Regions from separate parts of the Columba livia genome. Here region 2 is linked to region 1. A link is a contact called in public Hi-C data. All regions are on one chromosome and are shown on one strand. Each heading gives the region's core, a stretch centred on a gene start, on an enhancer-like site or on the middle of the called end of the contact. The rest is flanking DNA. Distances are from core to core; before and after follow the strand shown. Region 1 holds the start of LOC135575241 (rho GTPase-activating protein 17-like). Region 2 holds the start of LOC102089529 (transmembrane protein 182).

Region 1 (4,018 bases), core at 58-2,557:
TAACCAGCAGGTCATCTCATCCTGCTTGGTATTTGTTAGGAACAAGTCGTTCCTACCTCTGTGGATTATTTGATGAATAGAAGCTCTAATTTGTGCTCAGCATCTGGACACTATACATCCATACACAATACACACTTCAGGGTGTTCAGTATTCTGGTCTACTGATAACATTAGTCTTACTAAAAGTTTCCAAAAATATTATTTTCCTTTACTATGGTTTCCATACAAGGAAGCAAAACTGCTTATTTTTTTTCTGTCAACTATTAATTTCAACCTGCTAGCATATGCTAAGCAGAAAATTGCTTCTTTTCTCATAAAACACAGTCAAAACCTTGTTTTCCCATGCAGGGATATAGGGTCTTCTGTAGCTGCCTCTTCCAGGGACAAGCAAATCCAACCAGGATCAAAGACTCTTTGATTAAAAAACCCCACTCTGTTCACATCACATCCTATTTTCAAACGACATAAAGACGGCTCAACTCATTTTCCTCGGACTGCTGCATTAGGTTGAGGTTGAGACTGACTATGCGGGTTTTGAGTCATTATTTGCCGACTTACTAATATTGATGTGATGATTTAGAAGGAATTAACACTACGGATCGTTTACATGAGTAAGTGAAGTTCTTGCTTACAAACCCAAACAAGGCAGTTTCTAACCAGGCCTAGTACTTTGAGAAAAAAAACAAATAAATCACAGTATCTCACACAGAAAAGAGCCTCCTCTACGCAGCAGCGTATTTCTTCAATTTTCACACAGATTTTCTTAAAAAGACATTTCTCAGACATCCCATGGGCAACTGTTCAACGCTTTCCCTGGCTGCAGCTTGCATACAAATCAAATCAGTGCCAGTGCACAGGACAGCTGAGTGGCCCTGCTCAGTTTGCCCCAGAGCAGCGGGGTTTCGGCATCACACCAGCCCTACTGTGAACCCAACTAGCGCCCACCCCTCCTGCATTTCTATCAATAAACCACAAACATTGATTAATGAGTAGAAACTTAAAGGCTGGCATTAGGTCACAACAAAGCAAGACACCTGTTTTCTCAGGTTATCTGTACTGATGTAACAGGGATAAGTGAATTTTGTAGGTTAATCTTGCTGTATTAACAAAATACTATATTATGGACAAACTAATTTTAATCCAGTTTTGACTTTCAATTGTTCCACCGCTTGTGAAAGGTTTGTATCCCCTAATTTGCAGCATTTGAAGAGCTGTGATGCCCAAGCACCACGTGCAGCATTTGCACAGCAGATGCAGAAACTGGACAGGATTCCCTCTCTCCTTATGACATCATGTGTGACATCAGCAAAGCAGAAGATGCCCACGGGAGCAGAGTAAGTACTTGAGGACACTGAGCAAAGGGAAAAAACAGGTTTTGGACAAAACAGTAATTATTGAGTATTGTAAATGACAAGCAGGAATCTTATTTACTGGAAATATGTGCTACACACTAATGTTAGCCCACAGTTCAATCTATGGTAACATGATATTTTTTTCTGTGTGTGTCAAGAATGGGTGTAGGAAGGGAAAATAAAAAAGTGGTAATTCCCAGTTTGATTAGCTATGTGTACAGGAGGAAAAATCACCATTTTTTGCCCAGTCTAGGATAAGAGGTTATAAGAAATTACTAACCCCAGAGTTTCACCTGACAAAGAACAAGCGACAAAGCTCATCGGCCCAGATCCTGTCTCTGCTAGTGGAGAAATGCCTTTGGGGCCGTTGGCCACACGCTTTTGTTGAGTTGGAACCTGGGGATTTTCCTCTCCGGACTGGTGCACACCACTCCCTACACGGGAGGCCACCAAACCGAGTTCTCATATCAAGCATTTTTCACACTTTTTCTTCCAGTATCAAAAGTCTATTTGTGCAGCTTCTAGAAAAGTAATTATATGCAGAGCTCGCCTCACCCAAATTAAAAATTAAAAAGTTGCGCTGGTTATTTTCCTTAGAATATCCCAAAGCGTACATGCTCCAACTGACTTCCACATTTTATTTCAAAATGAAAAGAAAACCTATGTGTCCTGGCAGATCTGTGCTAAAATCTAGCCTCACTGTAGCTCCATATTGATGATTTTTTTCCTAGGAAAGCATCTCAAGCACAACAGCTTCCTTTCAAAACGTTGACAAACATTTCTATGGCTCCTGACTTACAGTGGTGGAAGGTCACCAGCTCAGTTCACACTATTTGAGTCTCTTTTCCACAGACGAAAGGTCTCACTGAGCACTCTGCTTGGAGACAATGATCCATGAAGAGACTCATGGCTTTCCTAGAAAATAAAGTCTGTCTAAATCATTTAAGCAGGAAAACGCCTTCTTCCTTCACGGAAAAAAGTGTCTTTCAAGGCCTGTCTTATCTTTGTTATGAAAAAAAATGCCTTTCATTCACATTGCAGTACAATGATCTGTTCCTACCAGTACCAGACATTCCCTCTCTCCAAGGCCATGTCTCCTAGCATTGGGTCTCCAGCATGAATAATTGCTCGGCGCGGGCCTGGCAATGGGCAGAGCGCAGGTTTTCTTGACATCTCCACAAAGTCACAGTTCACCCCGGCTGGCTCCGTTCCCTCCTGACAGGCGGGCGAGCTGGATTCGGGAAATGGTGCGTTGCAAGGGAAGGTGTCACACAAGGAGAGGTTTGCAATGCGGTAGCACAGGATCATACAGCGAGTGTTTCTGCCAGGATCCCATGATCCGTCAGTGGTGAAGCTCTGAGACTTCAAGATACCTCCAGCTGCCCCATGCCTGGGCATCCTCCAGCCAGCCTGGGGCCACCTCCACATGCTGGTGACAAAGCAGTGTACACGGACCAGAGCCGCTGGCTGTCACTCTCTGTGGCTGCAGCCATCTCTTCTTCTGTCCCTAAAATGATCTATCATGTGTTCAGCTTCACGTCCCTCTTCCAAGATCAGCTAGGAAAAAAAACAAAGCCATTTTTGGCAGAGCTAATAAAAGTAGGATCAAAATAGTTGGTTAGTTAAAGGTAAAATGTAATAATAACAACAACAAAAATTTACATCAGTTGGAATCGATTCACATAATAGCTGATATATTTACAATACAACCCAGACAGAAAGGTCCGCATTTATAAATCACCAGGTAACGTACCAACAAAGAGGGTGTGCAGGAACCCTGGTATTTCGATATTTGAAATCTTTAAACTGAAGAGAATTTATATGAAAATGACAGCTTTAGTTCAACCAGAAACTCGGCACTTGCCGGAGCAAACACGACTGAATTCAACACCACCTTCATGATCCATCATCCCTCTGGCCTTAAAGCACATCATCCACAACTACTACAGTGTCAGAACACTAAAGAAAAGGAGCTTTTTTCCAGTAAACCAGCAATCTCCATGTCCCTGCAGCCAGCTTCAGGAAAGGCCATTTTTTCAGGGCCAGATCGCAGCAAAACAAAAACTTTCCATCTGCCTAAAACAAACCTCCTGGGTGAGCATCTGTCTCTGCTCATGTTCTCAGTCTCTACAATATACTCAGTTATTTGCTTTGTTTTCCTGATATTTAGGATTAAGTTATTACATCTCCAGGTATTTCCCAATAGACATTTTCTTAAATAGCTTACGTTGAAATAGTAATAATCCTTTGGATGGTCCGGCTGATTGTTCCCCTTATTTCTTTTCACTAGGGTAGGTCTGTAAATTAGATCCCTCTTCTCCAAAGTTCTATTGGATGAATGGTTTCATTAATAAGAAAAGAAACAGAAATCGATTCAAGCACTCAAAAGGCTCCGGAGAAAAATAATTTCAAAGGAAAAAGAATTTTGGAAATTTCGAAGTCCAGAGAAAATAAAATGACTTTACCTCTTTTCCATAAAACCTAGCTTAAAAAATAAGGCAAAAAACATACAGCGGGTTAAAGAAACTTGCCAAGAAATGCAAAATTTCAGAGTTAGACACGCTGATTCTCTAGTGTGTCTTTCCTGACAATGTCTTTTTTGGATAACTTTCTCCTCTAAGCCATTAAAAATTTTGTTTGAGGTTTTACTTTCAATTTCCCTTTCC
Region 2 (4,069 bases), core at 1,151-3,650, 280 kb before region 1:
TGGCTGGATGCAATGGGTTGATATCTAATTAAAACAATTATCAAGTTGAATGGAGGGAAATAGAAGGAGGCTGTAGCTCCATCATGTGTGTTAGCTGTCCCCAGCAAACCTGGGTGCTCCCACCACGTGCTGCTGGAGCAGGTGACCAGTCCCCGTCCCAGGCACTATCTCATTGTCCATCCCATCCAGGAGTTTTTCAGATCCTAGCGGTGATGAGCCCGTGTGTGGAGCTGTGCCAAGGCGAAGGGAAAGCTCATTGCATGGAGAGATGTTTTGACCTTGCAAACTCGATTCCTATTCCAGAGCCGAAGAATTTGGAAAATGTTTGGCTGGGCACATAGCAGCCCGCGAGGAGCCAGGGCTGGGCACCAGCACTGCTCTCCCTCAGCCACGCTGGGGTTTTTCTGCCAACAGGACCGAGAATTACTGAGGACACCTTCCAAATGGCAAACAGCGCTAACTTGCGAATATGCATTAGCATAAATACAGCAATGCCAAATACAGCTGACTAAAAAGCACACACATAAACGTGGAAGTGTGCATTAATCCCTTTTTTAAAAAAATACATGAGTGCCCACTTTGCATTTTAATTTGGTGCAATTGTGGTGCAATCTGCAAAAGAAAGTCCTTGCTTCTGGTGTGCTAACCCTTGTCTTCACTGAGCTTCTCCAAGCATTGCCAAAGCTCCCCCGTCAATCGTGTTCAGCTTTGAGATACAGATCACAAGAATAGATGGAAAGTGATTTTTCTTATCATTTCAGACAGGTTTAACGGGTATTACATGTTAGTTAAATGGCAACTGTTTGAAATTACATGTATTGAAGATTATTTATGTGATAGATATATTGAACTTTGTATTTAATCAACCATTTTATGTTCAATATCAAGAAGTCATCTCATTGCAGTGATCGTTGCCTGTGAAGTAACCAGATGACTGTGAGATGGGTATGTTATTGCAGTTCAAAACTATGGAAAAAGGATATGCTGGACTGCCCAGGGATGGGCTAGGAGAGGGTTAATACGTGTAAGTATGGGACAAGTGAAGGTGATGGGAAGGTTGTCCACAAGCACGTACATACAAACCCATCACAGCAGCAGGGATTGCTTCCAGTGGAGACAGCAGCTAAATGCAGGAGGGCAAGTAAGTGGCTGAGGGGGAATGGTCCATGTTTTACAGGCTCATTTCCTGGGCAGTGCTGCCCAGAGAGTGCGGGAGGAGCAGACCTGCTCACCCACGGGTACACCAAGGGTGCTGGTGGGAGGCTGTGTCATGTCAGGATGGTTTCTTCTCTCCCTTAGCTGACTAAATTGTTTGCTTGGAAGAAAAAGGATGGTTAAGCAGGCCAGAGACATGATGTGTATTTTCACTTCCCTGAAAATGGCTTCTGTACCACAGCTCTCCCATCAAATACACATCCACTGCTCCGTGCTTGAAGGCCACGCAGTGATGTCTCTACCAGTGTTTAGCCCTGCCATGGGGAACTGTCATCTCATTATACAAACATCAGAAGGGATTCTTCCATTTTAGCCACCAACCGAGATGTAAACATAACCTTTGAGACAGCTACTGGCCCTGTTGGGCAGCTCGCCATTGCCTTGTTCACCCACCACCTGCCCCACCACACCAGATGGAACAACAACTTCTGCTCTCCTTGAGCTCTTGCCCCTTGCAGCCCCGCTCTACCTCTAACCAACAGTGCTCTGGGGTCTGTGGTGGAGCTTCAGCCTCACATAATGGTAAGTCTGCAACCTGTCCCACCTTTTCTTTCTGCACGTGTCAATGTGGGGACTCCTCTGAGCAGGGGCCTCTTTCCTGGATCTGATGGAATACCTCATGCGCTCGTGGTCGAGTTAAACAAACAGCAGCTCTGCCGCTACAACAGTGATGAAAAGAGGGCTAATATCTTATTTAAAAGCTATCCTTGCAATATTTAAGAAAGAATAACACAGAGGATAGAATAAATTATTATAATTCAAGTCTATTGGGCCCATAGAAGAGTGAGTGCATTCAGCAGTCCATATGCCTCAACAGTTGGCTTGAAGTGTAGTCAAAATTTTACCCAACCCTCTCCAGTTTCCCTAACCAGTGTGCAGTTTCTCTGAGATACCCATATGTTCACAGTTAACTTTAACTATTGAATTCGTTCAGAGATTAATTTGGCCACACAAAATCCTATAAGATAAGGAAGGCAACATCCTCACCTATCCTCCCTTTTGGAACAGGTCACATCTTAGGCTAAGGTTAGAAACTCAGAACATGAATTTTCACAGTAATTTAAATTTCCTCCCCCAGCCTCCTGGCATGTCACAGGAATGCAGTTATTGCCCTACAGAAATTATAATTTTCCTAGTCTGGCATCCTGGCAGTGAACTACCGCAGATGCTCCAGCAGAAGACAAAAATGTTAGGAACCAAATGGCAGCAAAATTCCATGCAGGAATGTCCTCATCTCCATGAGACACTTCTTCCACAGTAGGCTCGGACAGTGGGAGGGGTATGGATGCTATATAGCCTGCTCTTCTGTGAGAGTGGAGAGAACATCCTTCTAAACGCACTCAAGGTATATCGGTATGTACACCTGATTTCAATACTCCTTATCTAGCTAGGTGTAGATCTGCCTGATTTAAATGTGTTTGCATGGCGTAATTGCGTCACTTCTGAGAGCACCAAAATATTTAAGATCTCACCAATGTTTTAATGTTATTGCTTGGATTTCTGCGGTTTCTTTGTGGGAAAGCTACCTTAGCGTTTTGTTCAGCAGACACAGGAGCTGAAGGAGACCCATATTGCAGAAGTGCCACTTCTACACTGCGCTTGCAAAGACATGGCTAAAGGTATGTCACAGCAATGGCTGCAGAAACTGCGAACTCTGTGACATGGTAAAGATCTTTGAGTTCAGATCTGCTCAAGCCAAGCTCAGCCTCTTTGCTAATCTCATGCACAAGCGGGGTTTTAAAAACTCTGCACCGTGATCTACAGGTTCTCTGCACCGCTCTCCTAAAACGAAGAGCCATGTGTTTATTTGGAAATCTTCCTGCTCTGTCTCAATAGCTATTTGTCATGTTCCTTAATGCCGCAGCTGTTTGGTTACACCAGGTCATCGGCTTTTATTAGTCCTGTCCCCACCACCCACTGAAACTCACACCAGCCAGGAGGAGATTATTATCCCCATCCAAAAATAGCACTTCTCTCGTCCCTCTCTTCCAGCGATCTTGGAAACTTCGGGGTTTTTCTTCTTTTCTGATTTCCAGTTCTGCTGCCTACCTGCTGCCCTATGAAGGTTGGAGTAGCCGCCCTCACAGCCGGGCTCCTTGGCGGCACCGGCGTCTTGTTCTTCCTCATCGCTTTTGGGACAGATTACTGGCTTCTCGCCACAGAGACCTGCGGTGTCTTTGAGCATGGGAACAGCACTCTGCAGACCGGGGAGGTAAGCTCTGAAATCGTGTCTTACTTTGGAAGAATTAACTTATTTAAATATATACATATACATATATATATATTTAAAATTTTAAATCTGTGATAATATTTATGCTCATTGAAAGTGACCTGCTAATGTAAAATGTCAGCCTGAGCTAACTTTAAAATCCAAACCAGCATTTCCACGGTATCTAGCATTTTGACTGAAGTGCATCTAGGAAACACTAAGACAGCACCTCTGTAATCTGGCAGATACAAGCTTTAGGGAAAGAAAAGCAAAAATGTAAGAGCTTTACTTGTTGACAGTATTTGCCTCTAAAGACAAAAGGTATCTCCTGATATCTGCTGTTAAAAGATTTCTCCCTCTGTAGTTTCTTCATTTAAAAATAGTTCATATTTTAAAGTGTAGGACTTGGCAATCATTAGCATCTGAAGTGATGTGACTACAGCGCAGACAGAAAACAAAAGCAAACATCAGACGCAGAACAGAGTAGAAAAGATTTCCAGCCTGTCTTACTAGAACAGGCCTATACATTTTAAAATTAAGATTTATGTCAGTTTTTAGTTAGCTAGAAATGTAATTTTTGAAGGACAATTAGGTATTTTACTGCTAACTGCTGATGTCACTTGTTTGTAGATCCTTTTGCAAGTT

What was found. A called contact is a pair of places that touch in the nucleus more often than the background predicts.
Region 2: a Hi-C map of liver shows a contact between it and region 1, with 2.5 times the contacts expected there. The contact joins the promoter of LOC102089529 here to the promoter of LOC135575241 in region 1. A contact is called at or near these places in 2 of 2 Hi-C or Micro-C datasets (crop and liver).

The regions. Positions count from the first base shown.
Region 1 is chr12:14,834,007-14,838,024 of bColLiv1.pat.W.v2, reverse strand. It overlaps LOC135575241 (rho GTPase-activating protein 17-like), which reads left to right and starts at 1,307. Exons shown (of 4, transcript XM_021282319.2): 1 at 1,307-1,334.
Region 2 is chr12:15,113,911-15,117,979 of bColLiv1.pat.W.v2, reverse strand. LOC102089529 (transmembrane protein 182) reads left to right here and starts at 2,400. Exons shown (of 6, transcript XM_065077902.1): 1 at 2,400-2,568; 2 at 3,252-3,427. The coding sequence starts at 3,275.